Regions from separate parts of the Zea mays genome. Here all the other regions are linked to region 1. Evidence: chromatin contacts called from public Hi-C data. All regions are on one chromosome and are shown on one strand. The core of a region is the stretch at or near the end of the contact, and the rest is flanking DNA. Distances in the headings are between cores, read along the strand shown.

Region 1 (4,503 bases), core at 1,980-4,479:
ACAGAGGGAGTAAAATACATCCCAAAAGAATATTGCTTTTCCAAAGCTCATATGTAGGCGGGATGAAAACGGTCGGAAACGATATCGTCTATATGAAAACGATTGTTGCCCTCCAACCTTCGAACTATTTGATACATTGCGGACTGAATATGATTACAATTCATAAGTAGCCACAATAAGGGTCAATATGGTTGTGGTACAACACCAAAAGGATGGACCGAGAGTCCGAGATGGATGATCTGTTGTTGTTCAAAGGGAAGATTATTGTTCCAGATACATCAATATTGTGGTCGGCTATTCTGGCTGAGGCACATGACCGCGGGCATGAAGCAGTGCAGAAGCGCTACACAGACCGCGAGGTTATAAACCCCATATTGTGGCACGAGTCAGGGAATTTGTGCAGGGCTGCTCCATCTATCAACGGCACGAAGCAGAACACCTACATCCTGTTGGGTTATTGGCTTATCGCAGCCCCTTCCTATTGACTAAGTTCTAGCAAGAAGCAGCTCGTTTTTTATTGGCTGACTAGAAATGATTCTTAGGGAGAAGTTGGAGCTAGGGGCACTACCAAAAAACCCCTAAATTAAGCATTAAACGTCAAACATAGCTTTTAAAAAGTCAGCTTGTAATGAAAGGTGTATAATGTTATCAACAACCATTTGAGCCCTTTGGGCTGGGCCACGAGCTGTAGCACACCTCCATCATGTTTAGGGTTAAGTTAGAGATAAGATAAAATTTGTTAGTAGTACATTGAACCTATTCCTCAAGAGTCAAGTAATCCTCTCTATGTAAGGAGAGGATAAGTATAACTCAAGGCGAGCAAGAACAATCAATCTAGTTCTAAGTTTGTGTTTGTCCCTCTCATGTATAATCTAGACCTAGCTCGCACAGACTCCAACATGCCATCTTGGTGGTTTTTATCCCGTCATGGGTGCTGGCCATGCCATATATATAGGTTGGTTTTGTCCCTAAATTAAGCTAGAGATATCATTTTATCAACAATGACAAAAAAATTATTAGGCTCAATAAACAGGAAAGTATATATTGTTTGGATGCTATAAAAATATCAGACAAGATCAATCGTGTGTCCACTTACAGCAGCAGAAGTAGCACGTATCTCCCTGTATGCTTCTACGTCCTCAGGGAAAGCTTGTTCAAGCTCCTCAAGAAGATGCTTCCGTAGGCCCTGAAATAACCAACAAACAAAGAAACAAATTCATATTTTTTATAATCAGCTGCAACAAAAGTGAATTAACTCCAAGATCAAACACAGAAAAAATAGAGTTGCTAATTTAGTTATATATATATATTATGCAGTGTTCACATAAAACAGTGCCCGTGTGATCACCAGAAACTTCTCTGATCAACTACAAATGTTTGTACTTTGTATGACTGATAACCATAAGGCTAAACAAACAAGGACCTTGCAACCACATATGCCTTGCACAGTATCCATAAGAATTTCCATATATCTAAATCAGTGACTAGTAAACCAAGCTAATACAGTGCCAGCTACAGCATGAGCAGTACTGTCTACAGAAACTTTGAGGCATGCCTCACCTAAATTTAATTAGAGAAAATTATAGGAATTCATGAAAAAAGGCTGGATAACTGTAAAAAAATGATTATGGTTTTTAACAACTGACAGACTGCTTCTCTCCGCGGAAGGCAAAAGAGAGACAGGAAACCATAAAAAAAATCAGCGGGATCAAATAGGTGGTTCTAAGGCCCGTCTACAAATAAGATAAAGAAAGCCCTGTGCTTCTAAAATCCAAGAAACCATGACAGGGACACATATCAGTATTCCCTAAAACTTGTAATTTCTTATATCACAAGCAACTAAATTACATGAGCATGACTCCAGAGAAGAACAAAAATACACTTAGGCAGACAGGCAGTCTTAGTGATGCACATTACTCATTACAAGAAACATGGATTTCAAATAGCATGGAATAATCTAATCTTCCTTAATTGACAAAGAATTGTTGGTTGTAAAAAATGTAGACCCAGTACAGGAGGCTCCCACATGACTGGGGTCTGGGCAAGGGACAAACGAGTCAATCCTTCCACCCGCAAATGCGAAGAGACCACTTCGACCACGACCTGGTGACTCAATGAGACAGCTGTCACCACTGCACTAGGCCTGCCCTTCTAAGGCTATCCCACCAGTGAGGGTCTATCTCATCACCTATTTCAAACTCCACTCTATCTACAGTGTGTAGTTCCCAAACAAAGTTTTGCGCGCCCATTTACCACCACCGGTGAGGACGGCGTAAAGAATTGTAACTTGTAACAAAACAAAAACAAGTTAAAGAATCGTCATTAATGGAAAGTAAGACAGCAGAACAGTTTTGTGGCTCCACAGCTAACTCCTAGTTCAAAATTGTCTACATTGCATGCAAACGTGTGTCTATAATCCTAATTGTACCCAGAAGCTGCAGCTCCATGTCAACCAATCTCTGCAATGGTTGAGAGGATCCAATGCATCCATACCTTGAAAGCGTCAGTCTTGCCCTTGGTGATCTGGTTTTTGACGATGCAGCTGTTGAGCACGTCCCTAGTGAACTCGTCGGGGTTCTTCCCATCGTCGATCAAACTAACAACACACGAACCACAGGGCAAGAGCTAAAGATGGGCCGAATGACGAATGAAGCTATGAAATCAAGGACCTCACTTGACGACCTCCATAGGCACCTGGATGTTGCACCCCTCGGCGAGTTTCTGCATCGTGTCGAGCTCCGCCACAAGCGCATTCCTAAGCCACGACCCAGACAACAGTCAATAGCAACGCAAACCCTAAGTGCTAAAATTTACAGCCCCCCCCCCCCCTCCCCCCCAACCACACACACACACACACAGAGAGAGAGAGAAGCGTGAGGCAAAGCCGTAGGACAGGGAGGAACCGAATAGAATGATCTCGCGAAACTCACAGGCGCTGGAGGAGGGGGAGCTGGGAGGCAGAGTTGAAGGAGGAGACGGTGAGGTTGAGCTGGTGGAGCAGGCCCAGCGTCTTCTGGATGGAGCTCGTCACCTGCGCCAGGTTCTGCTTCGACGCGTCCTCCGGCCGCTCCCCTCCAGCCCCCGATGCTTGGACGCCGCCGTTCCCTGCCGCAGCGGCGGCGGCCGCAGTGGAAGGGTTCGCGACGGTGTTCTGCATGGTGATGCCGGATTCAGAAGAGAGGGGAAGGGAGGAAACTTTTTTCCATTTTGATTGAAACGGGGGGAGGTCGGAGAGAAAGGGAAAAAATTGCTATTTTGCCACCGTCGAAGGTTCGGGCCGGGCCGAACCATTCATAAATCATGAGTTGGCTAATGGGCTTGCTTGTCCAAAGTTTTTTCAATTGCTTTTCTTCCGATTTGAGGCCACATCACTTGGGAAGCTGCGCAAATTCGGCCCGATGCTGATTTTTCTACCCCTAGTGAGTGGTAAAGCGGGCTTGCATAGTTTGAGTCAATGTTGAATGTTGGGCTGAGGCGGCCGACTTCGATGAAGGCCAGCTTACAGCCATCGACGTTTCACTCCATTACTTAACGAAAAAAGTACATTTTATTTCACTGAATTATTGTTGTATCTGATTTTTTTTTCTCCTCAAACTTCACAAACTGACATATTTATTTCTTTAAAGTTAAAATCATTTATATTACATATTTTTTATTTTGCACCGCCTTTAAACATGTTTTAACGTATTTAATGAAAGAACTGGAAATTAATTAACATTTTTTTAATTCACATAAAATTTATGTGACCTTCTAAGTTTCGAAAAAGTATATAAAAATATACTAGGATATGGTGAACCTAATAAAAATAATTAGATCTAGTGAAAATGTGTCTAGAAGCTTGAAACAATCAAACAGCTAAATTTAGTCCTAGGGAAATAAAAAAAACCAAAAATCTAAAGGAAAATAAATAATTATAATTGATGCCTAAATGTGTTTTTTAAAAACACTACAAAAATATAAGATTCAACCATCATGAAGGTAACATGCATTAATGATATAAGCATTCATGTTGGTTGTGTGTTATCTTTTTATTATGAGAAGTTTTTGATACATGTTTAGGTGTCAGTTTGAATGTTTCTAATTTTATGTAGCTAAAGCCATTGTTTTAAGCTTTTTGTAGATGTTTTGACAAAATCTAAAAAAAAATTATTTTGATTTTTCTATCTCTAAGAATTTATTTTGGAACTTGTAGCGGCTTATACAAATCTTTGTGGTTTGATAGCGGACTCCTGAATCCTGACGATTGCGGTGGTGGAGGAGAAACTGAGGATCATGCACTGAGATCATCCTCGCGTATCGGTTTTACAGCAGAGACATACATACAAGTGAGGAGAGGGCGGGAGACAGGTTGATCCGATCTGAGGAGTACCTACCTGCCTGAGCTTAACAAAACCAGGTGAAGCCCATGCGCCAGCGGGCACCAGCACGTGAGCGATAGCCCGATAACGTGAGCCCATGCCATGATTTCACCGCTCGTGTCGTGTCAGTGTGCCGGAGGCTGGC
Region 2 (4,163 bases), core at 488-2,987, 270 kb after region 1:
CAGCGAAATCATCATCAACATCAACATAGCCTTTTAGTCCCAAATAAGTTGGGATAGGCTAGAGTTGAAACCCAACAAGAAGTCACCAAAAGGAGAAAGAGAGAGAAATGGGAGGGGGGAAAGCTTTTGAGAGAACTAAAAGAGAAAAGATCATAAAAGACTACCTACAAACACCAAAGTTCATGAACCAGCCATGTGATTCTAATGTAAACTCTAATATTGCTAGAGCACAAGACAGTTGTATCATGAAGCCGACTAAGTTTTGTTTAAGTTCCAATACATGTTTCTTTCTGAAAGACCATACCATGACCTATTTCACATTTGCATATGATTCTAAAACAGAAATTTAACACGAAACACGAAGCAAAGGTAAACAAGTAAAAGATTTTGTGTATCACTGCAATCTACAGGAATAATTTAGATATTAGAGTTTATTTAAGCACAGTTGTCGCACAGAAATTGAACACACATGCACGCATGCTCTGCCACTGCCCATGGGGCACGAGGACAGATTATTCACTAAGCATAATACATCACATAAAAGATACCACCACCTGTTGGTATGCTCCTAAATGATTACTAACCGCCATCAGTACAATAAGTTGTCACTACAGTTCGCATCCATTTCATTTACACCAGAACTCATGGTTTTCGTTTTGCACTATCCAAGTATAACTGGAACCTTGTTACAACAGGTTCTGTGTTCCTTTTATTTTTTAAACAAACAGGAGGGCCCCCTACTGAATAAATAATTTATTTTAGAAAAAAGTCAAATAGCTAAAAAATAAACAAGGAAAAGGAAGCTGGGTTTACACAAAAGAATCTAGCAAGTCACTTAAAGGGGGAAATAATCCCCTTGTCATGATGCAAAAGCATTGCGAATTCATGAATGAACTTGGATTTGCAATATGTCTTCCAATTAACCAATCAGGTAACAAGAAAGGCTGAAACGAGTACAAACAGGAACAAGAAATTCCCGAGAATACCTTGGAGAGAAACCCATCATAGGCGAGCTTGTAGTTGCTATCCACATGGTCCTTGGGCACGACCCTCTCATCCACCCAGAAGACGTGCCACTTGCTCCAGTCCACTGAATCCAGGTACGGCGGCTCCGTCAGCTTCCTGCGAAACCAATGACGACGAGAGATATCTACTTGGTCCCCCGGATGACCCAAAGAAAGGAGCTATATCTAATAGTGCAAGGAAAGTCAAAGAACCTGAGTGCCTCGATGAGGGATCCGCCAGAGAGCACGGCGGTGAAGGCACCCCTCTCGGCCGCGAACTTCTCCGACAGCTCCGCAGTGTACTTCGCAAGAGAAACCGCGAGATCCTCCTCGGAGTCGAAGATGAGCAACTTCTTCTTGGACCCGGCATCGGAGGCGGTGGGGGCGGCGCCGCCGGTGGCCATGGCAGCGGCGGGGACAATGGGGAAGGAGGGGGAAGAAGAGAAGATACGGGGTTTGGATCTGATTCTTCTGCGGCAAATCTGCGGTACGCGAGATGCCGGCGGCGACCGGCGGCCGGTGAGGGGTGGGACGAGAGCGGCAACGGCGGCGGCGGAGACGGAGGTGGACATGGGTGTGGTAGTTTGCTGTTATTAAGGGGGATGCTCCGTGATGTGGGGCTGGCGGTAAGAGTGACAGGTGGATGGGGAGGCGTGCAGGGTTTTGTACCGTCCAGATCGAGATAGACGGCTTTTATGGCGATCGACATTGGTCCCTTTTCGTCGAACTTTGGATTTGACCCGCTGTGGGCGATTGAAGTATGCTAAATTTGAAGTACACTAAAATTGAATAAGTGTCGTGCCTACCGGTGAGGTTATTTTTTAGATAATAGGAAAAAGGGTTCCCGGTCTATATCAAAGATGACAGTCGTCCAACAACCACAAGTACTGACATAAAAACGAAAGAAGCCACAAGCGGCAAACAAACCCAAGCGCAGTTGGGACCTGGAGAACTAGCTATTAGTTAGCCTGTTTCTAAAGCTCCAACCGTGCATTGCTAAGATTTGCATCGTGGTGGCTTCCAGTACCCTGCAAGCATCTTTAATCCTTATGGTGTCCTCCTCACGCTTTTGGAGTAGTCCCCAGAAACGACACCAGTAGGTTCCTCGAAAGAGTACCTGCAAGTAAGTTTGAATAGGATTCTTGTCAAAAACCACATCATTTCGACTAAGCCACAGTGCCCAACAGATAGTTATGGCTCCAACATATATCTTTGCCTTTGTGTCTTTATTGAACCCCTGCAACCAAGAAGACCCCATATCCTGCAAGCTAGTTGGTTCTCTAATACCAAAGGTAAAGTAGATCGATCGCCAAAGAAATCTAGCATAGTGGCAGTCGAAAAAAAGATGTGGGATGGTTTCATCATGGGAACAGAACACACACTTTTTGACCCATTCCATTTCCTTTTGATTAAGTTATCCTTTGTCAAAATCACCCCTCGTGTTAAGAACCAACAGAAGATCTTAATTTTCAATGGGATCCTAAGTTTCCAGATGAGAGTTTCCTGCCGAGATATTTCCCTCCCTATCAATGCAGCATACATAGACTGGGAGGAAAACTTCCCGTTTTGATGCAAGCTCCATCTGAAAGTATCTTTCGAAGGGTTTAAAGAAAGCCCCGCTACCCGATTTACTAGCGCATACCAACTCCCCAAGTTCTCCCCCTGAAGACCCCTGCGAAAGGAGACATTCAACGGGACATACCTGTCGGGGACCATAATTAGGGGTACCCTCAAGACTTCTAATTCTCAGCTGGTAACCCCCATCAGCATAAAGCTGCAAAGGCCTGATGGGTGCGATTAGTCAGGGATCAGTCCATTCGAGCGACTCGATCACGCCTCGCCCGAGCCTAGCCTCGGACAAGGGCAGCCGACCCCGGAGGATTTCCGTCTCGCCCGAGGCCCCCCTCCAACGGCGGACACATCTCCGGCTCGCCCGAGGCCCTGCCTTCGCTAAGAAGCAACCCTGACTAAATCGCCGCACCGACCGACCGAATCGCAGGAGCATTTAACGCAAAGGTGGCCTGACACCCTTATCCTGACGCGCGCCCCCCGGCAGAGCCGAAGTGACCGCCGTCACTTCGCCGCTCCACTGACCGGCCTGACAGAAGGACAGCGCCGCCTGCGCCACTCCGACTGCAGCGCCGCTTGACAGAGTGAGACTGACAGGCAGTCAGGCCCTGCCAAAGGCACCATAGTAAGCTCCGCCCGACCCAGGGCTCGGACTCGGGCTAAGTCCCGGAAGACGGCGAACTCCGCTCCGCCCGACCCAGGGCTCGGACTCGGGCTAAGACCCGGAAGACGGCGAACTCCGCTCCGCCCGACCCAGGGCTCGGACTCGGGCTAAGACCCGGAAGACGGCGAACTCCGCTCCGCCCGACCCAGGGCTCGGACTCGGGCTCAGCCCCAGAAGACGACGAACTTCGCTCCACCCAACCCCAGGGCTCGGACTCCGCCCTGGCCTCTGCCGACGACCTCCGCCTCGCCCGACCCAGGGGCTCGGACTCGGCCTCGGCCATGGAAGACAGACTCGACCTCGGCTTCGGAGGAGCCTCCACATCGCCCAACCTAGGGCAAAGGCTCGCCACGTCAACAGGAGGCGCCATCATCACCCTGCCCCGAGCCGACTCGGGCCGCAGGGAACAAGACCGGTGTCCCATCTGGCTAGCTCCGCCAGATAGGCAATGATGGCGTCCCGCATGCTCTGTGACGACGGCGGCTCTCCGCCCCCTTACGAAAGCAGGAGGACGTCAGCAAGGACTCAACCGCTCCGACAGCTGTCCCTCCACCAGGCTCCGTCGCTCCTCCGACAGCCACGACACCACACCAGCTGGGTGCCAAAATCTCTCTGGCTGCCACATCGGCATGTACTTAGGGCGCTAGCTCACCCCCGCTAGACACGTAGCACTCTGCTACACCCCCATTGTACACCTGGATCCTCTCCTTGCGCTTATAAAAGGAAGGACCAGGGCCCTCTTAGAAAAGGTTGGCCGCGCGGGGACGAGGACGGGACAGGCGCTCTCTTGGGGCCGCTCGCTTCCCTCTCCCGCGTGGACGCTTGTAACCCCCTACTGCAAGCGCACCCGACCTGGGCGCGGGACGAACACGAAGGCCGCGGGATTCCCACCTCTCTCACGCCGGACTCCGGCCGCCTCGCTCCTT
Region 3 (4,077 bases), core at 1,148-3,647, 510 kb before region 1:
GGTAGTCTACTTGAACACATGGAACATCGAATGAAGACGCGATGTCCTTAGTTAAGAACTGGGCGAAGATGACACCGACGCCACGAGCTTTCCTGACGGTCTCCACCGCCACCGAAGCTGATCTCTGAGCCCTTGTTTGGAAGCAAAGCACCACCTTTCCCTTCGCTAGAGTAGAATTCAGGGATCCTGCAGTGCAGCTTCTGCAAAGACGTGAGCCGGTTTGGAATTCGAACTGAAAGTCTGATCGGGAGACGCTGAGCACGACAAAAAAAAAGTTTACCTTGCATCTGTATCGTCTGCGTCGTTAGATGCAATGTCTTCAGCGTAGACTAGGCTCATGCTTCTTCCAGGATGCGCTCCAGAGTAGAGCGTTTGACCCTGCACCGTCGGAGACATCTCAGAATGCGAACAACTGAGCACGGATATTTTGCATACGAGCTTTGCATTACAACAACGACCTCAAGCCAAAAAAAAAAAATATATCAGATGGAACTCTTACCGCGTAGGTGCTATTGTTGCCGAGGGCGATCTTTGCGAGGAAAGTCCTGTCAATGGTGCCGGCAGCGACGGTCACGATCCACGGCGCCGAGTTGATCACCGTCTCCGAATAAGGCCCGGAGTTCCCTGCGGAGCAGACCACGGCGATCCCTCTCGCGACAGCGTGGAAGGATCCGATGGACAGGACATCGTCGACGTATGCAGGGAGCGGTGGTGCCTGGCCCAGGGACACCGAGAGCACGTCGACGCCGTCATGTATGGCGTCGTCAAAGGCAGCGAGGATGTCCGCGGAGGTGCAGTCTCCGGTGGCCCAGCACACCTTGTAGACCGCCAGCCTTGCCCTGGGCGCCCCTCCCCTCGCGACGCCGCTGGCGAGGCCCCTGAAGCTCGCGTCGGCTACCGGAGCGCCGGCGGCAGTGGAGGCCGTGTGCGTGCCGTGCCCGACGGCGTCTCTCGCGGACATGAACTCGTAGATGTCGGTGGTGTTCATCTTCCCGTACTCGGCTTCGTAGCCTCTGATGTACCACTTCGCGCCTATTATTTTCCTATCCTATCATGAATTTGAAGTCACTACCAGGACAACCACCAGCACAAATTCCTCCTCATTTACGATAGCTATAAAATCTTTTGCAGGCAAGACCTGTTGCAGTTGGAAGCATTGAACCTGTCCCCGGCGACGCATCGCCCTTTCCACCGCCGTGGAACCTCGCCGATGCCGTCGTCTCTAAAGCTGGCCGACTCTGGCCATATTCCTGCAAAGTGCGAGCCACCAGGATACCTCAGACTTCGAACTGAAATGTCAGTCCTAATCCCAGCTGTTACTAAAAGAAAGAAAGAAAAAAAATGAAGGGAAATCGCCTCACCAGTGTCTAGCACACCAATAATGGAATCCTCACCGAGTCTACTGTTTGAGAGGATTCCAGCCGAGTGCGACGGACTCATCACTCGCATGAAGTCCCAGCTCCTGGTGGTGTGCAGGTCAAGAACACGGTTCCGCACCACTCGCACAACCCCAGGCGAATCTTCGATGCCGCCGTTCAAAATTGAGCCAGAACACACAGGAGAGCAGGCAGCAGCAGGGGTTTCGTCAACATCACAGTATCAAACACACACGGAAGCGGAAGGTCCAACCAGAGAGCAAGAGACAAGTGAAGTTTGAGGAGCTCACCGGCGAGCCGCGCCGCCTGGCTGTCCGTTAGCGTGGCGGCGAACCCGGAGAAGCCGTGCCTGTAGCTGTAAAGGATGGCGTCCCTGGCCGCCTGCTCGCTGCAGAGCCCGACACCGTGACACTGACTCGTTAGGGGCGCGCGGGCATCGTAGATAGGCAATCGCCAGGCTTTGGACCAATGCAAGATAACGAGTGGCGGCGGCGGCCTCTCACCTGCCAAGGAGGGCGGCGAGCATGCCGTGGTGCGCGTCCCGGACCAGAGCCGGGCGCAGCTCGGGGCTCCTCTCTCCCATGTACGCAATGTACACCTGCAGGAAACGGGACCGCGTCATTCAAGCAAGAGCCAAGGCAAGAACCGCTCGTGGTCGTTGTGGATCGGGAAGCTGAGCCACCAGGACTCAGTTCAGGGTCGCTCACATTGCTGCAAGAAGAGGGGCCGAGCTGGAGCAGCAGCAGGAAGAAAAGGCCCAGCAGGGCCGCCATGGCCACCGCCACCAGGCTCCAGGTGCGAGCGAGGTAGCTTAGCTAGCAGGTCGCCGGCAGCTCAGAGCAAGACGAAGCTGACGCGGGTGGGACGGGAAACGGACCGGGTGGAGTGGTTTGAGGGGGGAGCTAAACTAGACTACAGTGTATAGGAACAAGGCTGCTCGCTTTCTCGGCTGTCTGGCTGGATTGGATTCAAACACCGCACTGTTGCAGCGCGGATAGGTTTGTTTAACTCTCTGTTCTTCCCCGTCCTGACGCAGCGACGTGCCAGTCGTCGGTCGCCCTCTGTTTCTTTTAATGGAGATGCTGGCTCAGTGACTGACTGACTGGTGTCGTCGACGTCGACCCCGTCCATCCTTCTCCTCTGGCTGCAAAGCAAAATGTTCTCTTCTCTGCGTGCGCGCGCGCACCCCCGGTGTGGTCGTGTACTCGTGTGGTGTTGGCTTGGGCCAAATGCGTCGTGCTCGTCGCCAGAACGCCGAGTGCACCCAAGCTTACGCGGTGCGGCGGCTGCGGGGGTGCCGTGGCCCCGGCCCCGGCCCCGGCCCCGCCCGTGGTGGAGGGTTTCGGTCCCTTCTCGCGTTGCTTTCTCTCCGCATTTTCGTGATGGGTGGATCAGTGGATGGAAGGAAAAAATTTGACTACCACAAACAAGAGGTTGCGGCGAACGTTGCGTTAGGCTCGCGGGCACCTACCCCGTCCCCGAGCACAAGCACTTGCTAAAATAAAATGGTGTTCCAGTGTGTGGGCCGTCTATCTTGCTTTTGCAAGTTAATTTCGGGCTTTTCTTGGGATCTCGCTTCGCTTCCCTTCCCTTTGAGTGCGGAGACGTGCCCGACAGGTACATGGAATCTCTCGTCTCGACACATGGACGGGTTATAGGATCCTTGCTTCGTGGGCGTCGGACCACACGTGTGATGATTGCCAAACTGGATGAAGAGGTTTTGCATAAGATACTATATATACTTCCTAGCTAGGCAGTGAGTAGACCGACCATTGGTCCCAGGAAAGGATAAAATAGAAACATTCCAGTGTAGATCTGGTGACATCGGATCGAGTAAACAAAATAAGCGGAGACGCAGCACCAACCACAGAGACAACCAGTTGACCGAGCAGTGTGGACTTTAACACGAGTGGCCGGAGTGGGTGCCTCTTTCACCTTTTGATTAAAAAAATAGATAATGGCCGGGCATGCTGCTTTTATGCTTTGGAACTTTTACAGCAGCACACGTCGCTAGATTTCGTCCGCCTTTTCAACGTTCAAACCCCAGGCAGTAGTGGATGCCAATGCCATGCGTTTGGAACTTTGGATGAGTGGCAGCAGGCTTACTGAGCGGCAGGCGGCAGTGGGGGTGCAGCCTCGCAGGGCAGGAGCCGCCGCCCCACGTCCCCTCGTTCGCCACACAAGGGTTTGACCGTTTGAGAGGAGATGTTCACCATTCGCCAGGGACCGGCTGCTTTCCTCCGTGAAAAGTAGTTTGCACCTTTTGTACTGTACAAATCATCTGAGAAAAGTTGGTTGCAGCGGTTTTTTGCTCTCTCTCTCTCTCTGTGTGTGTTTCCAGCGAGCCTCAAGTACAGAATGGCAGCGTCAATGGAGGCGGTACCAGTGCATAGCCTAGCCTGCTTCAGGTCAATGCTCAGATTAATGCCTCATGAATGAACAGAACACTTTTCAGAGTAGCATGACACCAGCCAGAGCACCCGCCACCACCCGCTGCTTTCAGTTGTACTCCACATCCACATTAAGTCATTAAGGTGTTAGTAGATTTGGATGATCTAAGACTGAACTATTGTTTATCCCTGGTCAAGACAATAGACATAGGAGAAAACAAGACCAGGTCTGGGTCGTGGATCTGGCAGCACAGACGACCATTCAACCGTGGGATCTGGCAGCACAGACGACCATTCAACCGTCAGCGCAT

Evidence for each region. A called contact is a pair of places that touch in the nucleus more often than the background predicts.
Region 2: a contact with region 1 is called in a Hi-C map of tassel, with 4 times the contacts expected there. The contact joins the promoter of LOC100285843 here to the promoter of LOC100284160 in region 1. A contact is called at or near these places in 5 of 25 Hi-C or Micro-C datasets (bundle sheath, ear, leaf and 1 more).
Region 3: a contact with region 1 is called in a Hi-C map of tassel, with 2.4 times the contacts expected there. The contact joins the promoter of LOC100383258 here to the promoter of LOC100284160 in region 1. A contact is called at or near these places in 5 of 25 Hi-C or Micro-C datasets (bundle sheath, ear, leaf and 2 more).

Annotation. Positions count from the first base shown.
Region 1 is chr2:201,444,331-201,448,833 of Zm-B73-REFERENCE-NAM-5.0, reverse strand. LOC100284160 (mediator complex subunit 10 CG5057-PA) reads right to left here and starts at 3,229. Exons shown (of 5, transcript NR_182039.1): 1 at 2,931-3,229; 2 at 2,695-2,755; 3 at 2,494-2,596; 4 at 1,097-1,186.
Region 2 is chr2:201,173,707-201,177,869 of Zm-B73-REFERENCE-NAM-5.0, reverse strand. LOC100285843 reads right to left here and starts at 1,737. Exons shown (of 3, transcript NM_001158733.2): 1 at 1,218-1,737; 2 at 987-1,122. The coding sequence starts at 1,576.
Region 3 is chr2:201,949,816-201,953,892 of Zm-B73-REFERENCE-NAM-5.0, reverse strand. It overlaps LOC100383258 (putative subtilase family protein), which reads right to left and starts at 2,397. Exons shown (of 11, transcript NM_001175919.1): 1 at 2,084-2,397; 2 at 1,880-1,974; 3 at 1,667-1,764; 4 at 1,362-1,520; 5 at 1,139-1,250; 6 at 500-1,043; 7 at 281-378; 8 at 1-200. The coding sequence starts at 2,149.